Regions from separate parts of the Gossypium raimondii genome. Here region 1 is linked to region 2. Evidence: chromatin contacts called from public Hi-C data. All regions are on one chromosome and are shown on one strand. The core of a region is the stretch at or near the end of the contact, and the rest is flanking DNA. Distances in the headings are between cores, read along the strand shown.

Region 1 (3,601 bases), core at 649-3,148, 230 kb before region 2:
TCATTATAACACATATATTACTAAAATGTTTGATTCAATATCAATAGATAATCGTATTGCTACAATATTGTTCTTCTAGTAAGGTGTATGGTCACGATAGTCGGACACCTACTAAAATATGAAATGATAGTACTTAATCATTTAGAATATAATTAATTTATAACATATGTCACGAATTTTATGTTCTAACAAGAGAGAAACTAAGATTTTGAAAGGCATAGAAGCGCAATCCATGATATTCGACATCTAACATGATTATAAAATCATAAAAGAGTCATTTTCTTCATTGTTCCCTATTTTACATGCTTTACATAATGCCTTATATATAGGCATGTCAAAACAACAGACCCTCAACTGTACGTATTCGCCATTTTAAAATTATATAATAATGGGAGATACATGGTATGAACTAAGTTTTCAGATTATTCTGACATCAGCACACCTCTAATTAAGTGAAGAATGTAAGTTCTAGCATGATGTTCAATATCTTCAAGTGTTGGATTCATTGGGAGATGCTTAAATAATCTATTTCACCATGTGACCTTAACTCGAAGTCTAAAGAAATCAGACTTATGGTTAGTAATGTCACATCTTCTAGTGTTATTGTTACTTCTTGTATAGGAGATAAAATGTATGAGTCTCTGGTCTCTATTAGTCAATCAGAGGGAGATGAATGTCGAAATGGACATAACTTTCCCAAGGCTATCATGATTGAAATCAATGGCTCTTAAGTGACGAATGATTCTACTGTCAAGTGGATTTACTCCCATATTACTATGACAATGAACCATTAGAGAATCCTCCATTGTTGTAAAATTTTGAGTGACATATCATGGTATGATTGAAAACATCTATTTAGAAAATCTTAAGTATGTATCATAGTATAAAATGTATAAGAGGAATATTTTGGGTTTTCTAAAAACAACTAACGAGTTGGATGGAATATTTATAGGTTTTAAGGTTAGGTTCATTTAGAAGTTTTTTTTAAAGAGGTGGTGAAGTGTATTCAAAGTTTCATTTCTCTTTTCAGATACTCGGATATAAATTACTATTTACATATATAAATTACTATTAACGAGTTGAAGACCTTGACACCTACGGATGTCAAGTCCTATTCAAATGATATCCACATCCTTACAAAATTACATTATATTATTATAGTTTAAAACTTAAATAATTTACAGTGAACTTCATATTTATCAGTGTTTGAGGTACTTTTAATCAGTTCATAGTGATTGTCTTGATTCTAATGGGATGTAAAAAACTTGATGGCACATTACATATTACAAAGCTCGAACCCTAAAAACACATTTTGAGAATTAACTTTTGAAGAAACCTATTTTAAGTTTTAATTAGGGATAAGGCAACATTTAGTCATTAAACTTAGCAACTTTTCTCACCTTAATCCATGGATTAATTTTGGTCCACATTAGTTTTTAACTTGGCAACTTTCCCAATTTGGTCCCTAAAGTTGGATTCAATTAAGGCATGTCAACGTGACACTTTGAGATTATTTCACGTCGCTACTTGGATTTTTTTATTTTTTAATTATATATATTTTAAATTTTTAAGTGATGACATTGTACAATCTAAGAGTGTCATGTCGTCATATCTCAACAAAATCCAAGTTTAGGGATCAAATTGAAAAAAGTTACCAAGTTCTGGGACAATGTGGACCAAAAATAGTTTAAGGACCAAGTTGTAAGAATAGTAAAATTTAGGGACTAAAATTTTCTTTATCCCTTTTAATTAATTATTTTACAATATTTAAGTGAAAACCCCTAATTAAAGTATATGAGTCATGGGTCAGTCGCCGAGATTTTCTTTTATTTATTTATGTCTTTTTCTTTTTACTATTTATCTTTATTTTCTATTTTTTTTCCCGTTACTACCATCATTCTGTTTTCTCTTTCTTTCTTCTCACTGTCTGTTGGAGCTAAGGCCCAATCCCAGAGGGAAAGGGGGAAACCAAATTAAACAAAAACTAATTTCTCTTACATTTTATTTTTTATTTTTATATTTTATTAATTTTCTCTGACTGAAGCTACTAATATGAGAAGAGCGCTCCTCTCATGCCACTACCGGTTATGAATCCCAACGTGGAGCCACCACTTCCTGGGTTAGCACCGCCGCCACAACCGTCTCAGCCTCACCGTCCTTCTACCTCCTGTGACCGCCATCCTCAAGAACATTTTACTGGCTTTTGCCCCTCATGCCTCTACGAACGTCTCGCTGTTCTCGAGCCTTCTTCTTCTTCTGCTTCTTCTTCTTCTCGGAAACCTCCCATCGCCGCCAGTACTTCAACCGCCACCGCTGCACTTAAAGCCATTTTCAAGCCTTCCGGAGGAGGTGGTACACAATCCGGGTTTTTTCCCGAGCTCCGGCGAACAAAGTCCTTTTCGGCCTCGAAAAACGAGGGTTTCTCTGGTGTTTTTGAGCCCCAGAGAAAATCTTGTGACGTTAGGGCTCGAAACACCCTTTGGTCACTCTTTCATCAAGAAGCAACTGCAAACGGGAGGTCTTCTGAAGTTGCTGAAGCTGAAGCTCGAAATTTGGCTTCTTCGACTGTTGGTCAAGGTCCTGTTTTTGAAAGTAAAGAAGAAGACCAAACTGAGACTGAAACCGATCACAATGACGACATAGTGATCGTAGAAGAACAACCGCCCAATGTGGCTGCTCCTGCTACGAATTTGATAGAAGAGAAAGTTGAAGAAATTGTGGAAGAATACGAAAAGGAACTGTGCCAAGAAGAGGAGCTGAAGCCCATGAAGGATCATATAGATCTTGATTCGCAAACAAAGAACGCTTCTGGACGAGATCTCAAAGAGATTGCTGGGAGTTTCTGGTCGGCTGCTTCAGTCTTCAGCAAGAAATTACAAAAATGGAGGCAAAAACAAAAACTTAAAAAGAGGGGAAATGGATGTGGGTCAGCGAGATTGCCAGTGGAGAAGCCCATAGGGAGACAATACAGAGAAACCCAGTCAGAAATTGCGGATTATGGGTTCGGGAGAAGGTCTTGTGATACAGACCCAAGGTTTTCCCTTGATGCTGGGAGGATGTCATTTGATGCACCAAGGATGTCTTTTGATGCAGCAAGAATGTCATGTGATGATCCCAGATATTCTTTTGATGAACCAAGAGCTTCCTGCGATGGATATCTGATGGGGAGAATGTTCCCAAGAATGCCCACAATGGTTTCCGTTGCGGAAGATGCTCCAGTTCATCATGTTATGAGGTCTGATACTCAGATCCCTGTGGAGGACCCGACGGCTATGAATTATGTTACTGAGGAGGATGAATCGCTTCCTGGAGGGTCAGCTCAAACAAGGGATTATTATTCTGATTCTAGGAGAAGAAAAAGCCTTGACAGGTCCAGTTCTAGTAGGAAGACTGCTGCAGCTATAGTGGCTGAAATGGAAGAAATGAGGTCGGCTTCTAGTACAAAGGTTTCCCCTGCAGCTGTTGATTACACCCATGGACCTAAACCTGTCATGCCTGATAGGGATTCCAGGGATTCAAATTCTTTGAGGGATGATTATTCTGACACTTTTGAGATTGGCTTCAAAGATAATGCATCTGTGATTGGGAATGGGGAACAGAA
Region 2 (3,400 bases), core at 648-3,147:
AAAGAAGGTTATGATGTACAATGTCTTGCAGAAAACAAAATGATAAGACATTTTACAATAAAAACATGTTTTTTTAAAAGTTGACTTGTACATTATTTTACATTAATAAACTTGTTTTATTGAACCAAACATAAAAAGAAATTGATTTTGATTTGGTAATAAGAAATTTTGCCCTCAAAGTTTACATATTTTGTTAATTTGATGTTAATTTATCAAATTTAACTCACTACATTTGTGTAAATTAAGGCTAAATTTGTTGATTTTTTAGAATTAAGACTAAAATGACAAAATATGTAAACATCAAAGGCTAATTTTGTTGTTATATCAATCAAAGTATTACAATTGACAGATGACATAAATGTCGTTATTATTATTTTTTTAAACAATCTCATTATAGGTTTCAATCTTATCTGCTCTTTTTAATATAGTGCCTAGAACTACCTATAGCCCCTCCCCAACCCTTAAATAGGAGGATAATATGTTTCAGCACACTCGAACCCACGTCTTCCTACACTAACAACAATGTCTATGTTAATTGAGCTAAAATGCAATCAACACATTAACGTTATTATTAATTATTCTTAGTTGCTTACTTTCAAAATTGACGAGGATTAAATTGCTTTAATTTTTTTGAGAGCGATCAATTTGCTCAATTTCAAAATTGGGAGAATAAAGAAATCCTTTTAACTAAATATACATTAATCTAATTCTTATATATATTTTAAATAGTTAATATGAATAAAGTTATTTGATGATTCTTATATACATTAATCTCAACTTTTGTGTTTGGTAAAAATAAAAGTGAGTATTTTGTATATTTACAATGTATTTTATTTTATTCCACAAATAACCTTAAAATATTGACATGTATCTTTTTTAATATTTTATTATACTCCTATAAAATACTTATCAATATCTTATTAAAATCTAAAATTCTACTATCAATTAATAATTTCTCAAAAAATAATATTTATAATACTTTTAACTTCAAAAATCAAATTTCTCTACTAATTTTGTAATGAAAAAGCACATTTCACCTCCCATTAAAAATTTGGATGACATGAAAGACAAACATCTCACGTGCCAATATTGATCTTCTCCAAATAAAAAGACCAGAAAACCAAACATCCAATTTCATTCACCAACAAGCCAAATGTCCGTCGATATCTCTCTTCTGATTGGCCATCACCCTTCCCTCATAATATTTTAGAGAAAAATAGCGTTGCTTTGGCCACAGTAGCGCCCACAATCTCCGTTTTCTTCAACACCAATCACGAGTTAGCAGCTTTGACCCCTCTGTTTCTCTCTGCCTTCACTTTCAGCCTCATCATTCTCTGTTTCATAGTTTTGTAAGCAGTACAAAATATAACTCAAAAGTAGACCTGTCCATGGGCCGGGCCGGGTTTGGGCCGGGCCCGGAAAAAATTTTGACCCGACTCTTAGGCCCGGGCTCGGCCCTGTCCGACCCAAAATATGGGCCTGAAATTTTACCTAGGTCCGGCCCGGGAAAAAATAATAAACCCGAGCCCGGCCCAGTTTTTAATAAATACAAAAAAGAATATTTTAAAAATAAAAAAATAAAAAAAATTTTAAAGTATTTTAAAATTAAAAAATAAAAATAAAAAATATATATTTATTATATTCGGCCGGGCCCGGGCCAAAAAAGTTGAGCCCGAGCCCGGCCCATTTTTTAAACGGGTCTCGTTTTTTTGCCCAAACTCATATTTCGGGTCTATATTTTTACCCGAACCCTCTCATATTTCGGGCAGATCGTCGGGCCGGGCCGGGCCGCCCGGCCCATGAACAGGTCTACTCAAAAGAGTGCTTATAATTCATTTCTATCATGCACTTTCTCTTTCCTCTCCTTGCTTTTGCTTTACCTTCATAACAAAATATTAACTGCTAAAGATTTCCCCCAACTTTTAGCTCTCCAATTCTTTAGAACCTTCTTTGTTTTGTTTTAGTGTTTTTGCTTTCTTTATCGATTTACTGCCCTTTTTTTTTTTTCCAGTTTGTGTTTAAATCTATGATCTGGGTTTTTAAATTTTAATCTCTATATCAATTTTCTTGTTGTAATTGTAGTATGCAATTTTGGATCTACTATGTATGTCTAGGGTTTTTCATTTATATTTGCAAAGATCTGCTTTTTCTTTTTCTTTTTCTTTTTCTACCAGCTCTCGAATTTTCCTTGGGTTTTGGAAAGTTCACTTTTTTGAGATTCCTCAACTTAATCTTGTGTGAAAAAGGGTACCGAATCCATTTTAATGTTTTTATGATTTGATATTTCGTTGCTAATTTAAAACAGTCATACTTCTCTGCATTTTTCTAATTTGGTTTTTCTCTCTCTTTGAACAATTTCATTCAAAGAGGGAGAAAAGCATAGTTTTCTTCTTTCTTTTTTTGCGTACGGGCAAATCATCTTTGGCAGTTTACATAACCAGTAACAAATGAATAGGGGACTTGAAATTCTCTCTCCAGCCTCTTATTTACACACTTCCAATTGGTTGTTTCAAGAGAGTGAAGGTACTAAATGGACGCCTGAAGAGAACAAGTGCTTTGAAAATGCTTTGGCTTTATATGATAAAGATACCCCTGATCGATGGATTAAGGTGGCATCTATGATTCCTGGAAAAACAGTTGGGGATGTCATCAAGCAATACAGAGAATTGGAAGAAGATGTGAGTGATATAGAGGCTGGCCTGATTCCAATCCCTGGATATAGCCGTGATTCTTTTACATTGGAGTGGGGTAATGATAGTCAAGGCTGTGATGGATTTAGACACTATTACACTCCTGGTAAAAGAGGGACTGGGTCTCGTTCTTCTGATCAAGAAAGGAAGAAAGGGGTGCCATGGACTGAAGAAGAACACAGGTAACTGCTAGCCCTTTTTTTTGGTTCTTTATATATTTGACAATTATGATCAGTCCTTAGGATATCAGGTATCAATGGAGTTTCCTGTTTGAATCTTGCAATTGTTATGAATGTTGACAATGTGGTTGGTTGGTAAACACTGTGTATATTTTGTTGGTGCATGTCGCTTTTCTTGGTTGTGCAAATTCTGTACCGTTCAATGGTTTTCAGCATTATTCCTAGCGGCTTATGATGTTTGACTTGATGATTAATGACAGGCAATTCTTAATGGGTCTTAAAAAGTACGGTAAAGGGGATTGGAGAAATATTTCACGCAATTTCGTGACTACCCGAACACCGACTCAAGTGGCAAGTCATGCTCAGAAATACTTCATCAGGCAGGTCACCGGGGGGAAAGACAAGAGGAGGTCCAGTATCCATGATATCACAACGGTTAACGTTCCTGATACTCCCTCTTCGTCACCGGATCACTGCAAGCATTCGTCTTCAAGTGATTCTTCTGCAGTCATACAGGCACAGCAGCAAGCT

The links. Hi-C and Micro-C count contacts between places; a contact is called where the count stands out from the background.
Region 1: a Hi-C map of leaf shows a contact between it and region 2, with 2.1 times the contacts expected there. The contact joins the promoter of LOC105780323 here to the promoter of LOC105780118 in region 2. A contact is called at or near these places in 2 of 2 Hi-C or Micro-C datasets (both in leaf).

What each region holds. Positions count from the first base shown.
Region 1 is chr4:10,166,972-10,170,572 of ASM2569854v1, reverse strand. LOC105780323 (protein OCTOPUS) reads left to right here and starts at 1,898. Exons shown (of 1, transcript XM_012604582.2): 1 at 1,898-3,601. The coding sequence starts at 2,073.
Region 2 is chr4:9,932,551-9,935,950 of ASM2569854v1, reverse strand. LOC105780118 (transcription factor DIVARICATA) reads left to right here and starts at 1,897. Exons shown (of 2, transcript XM_012604250.2): 1 at 1,897-2,872; 2 at 3,130-3,400. The coding sequence starts at 2,448.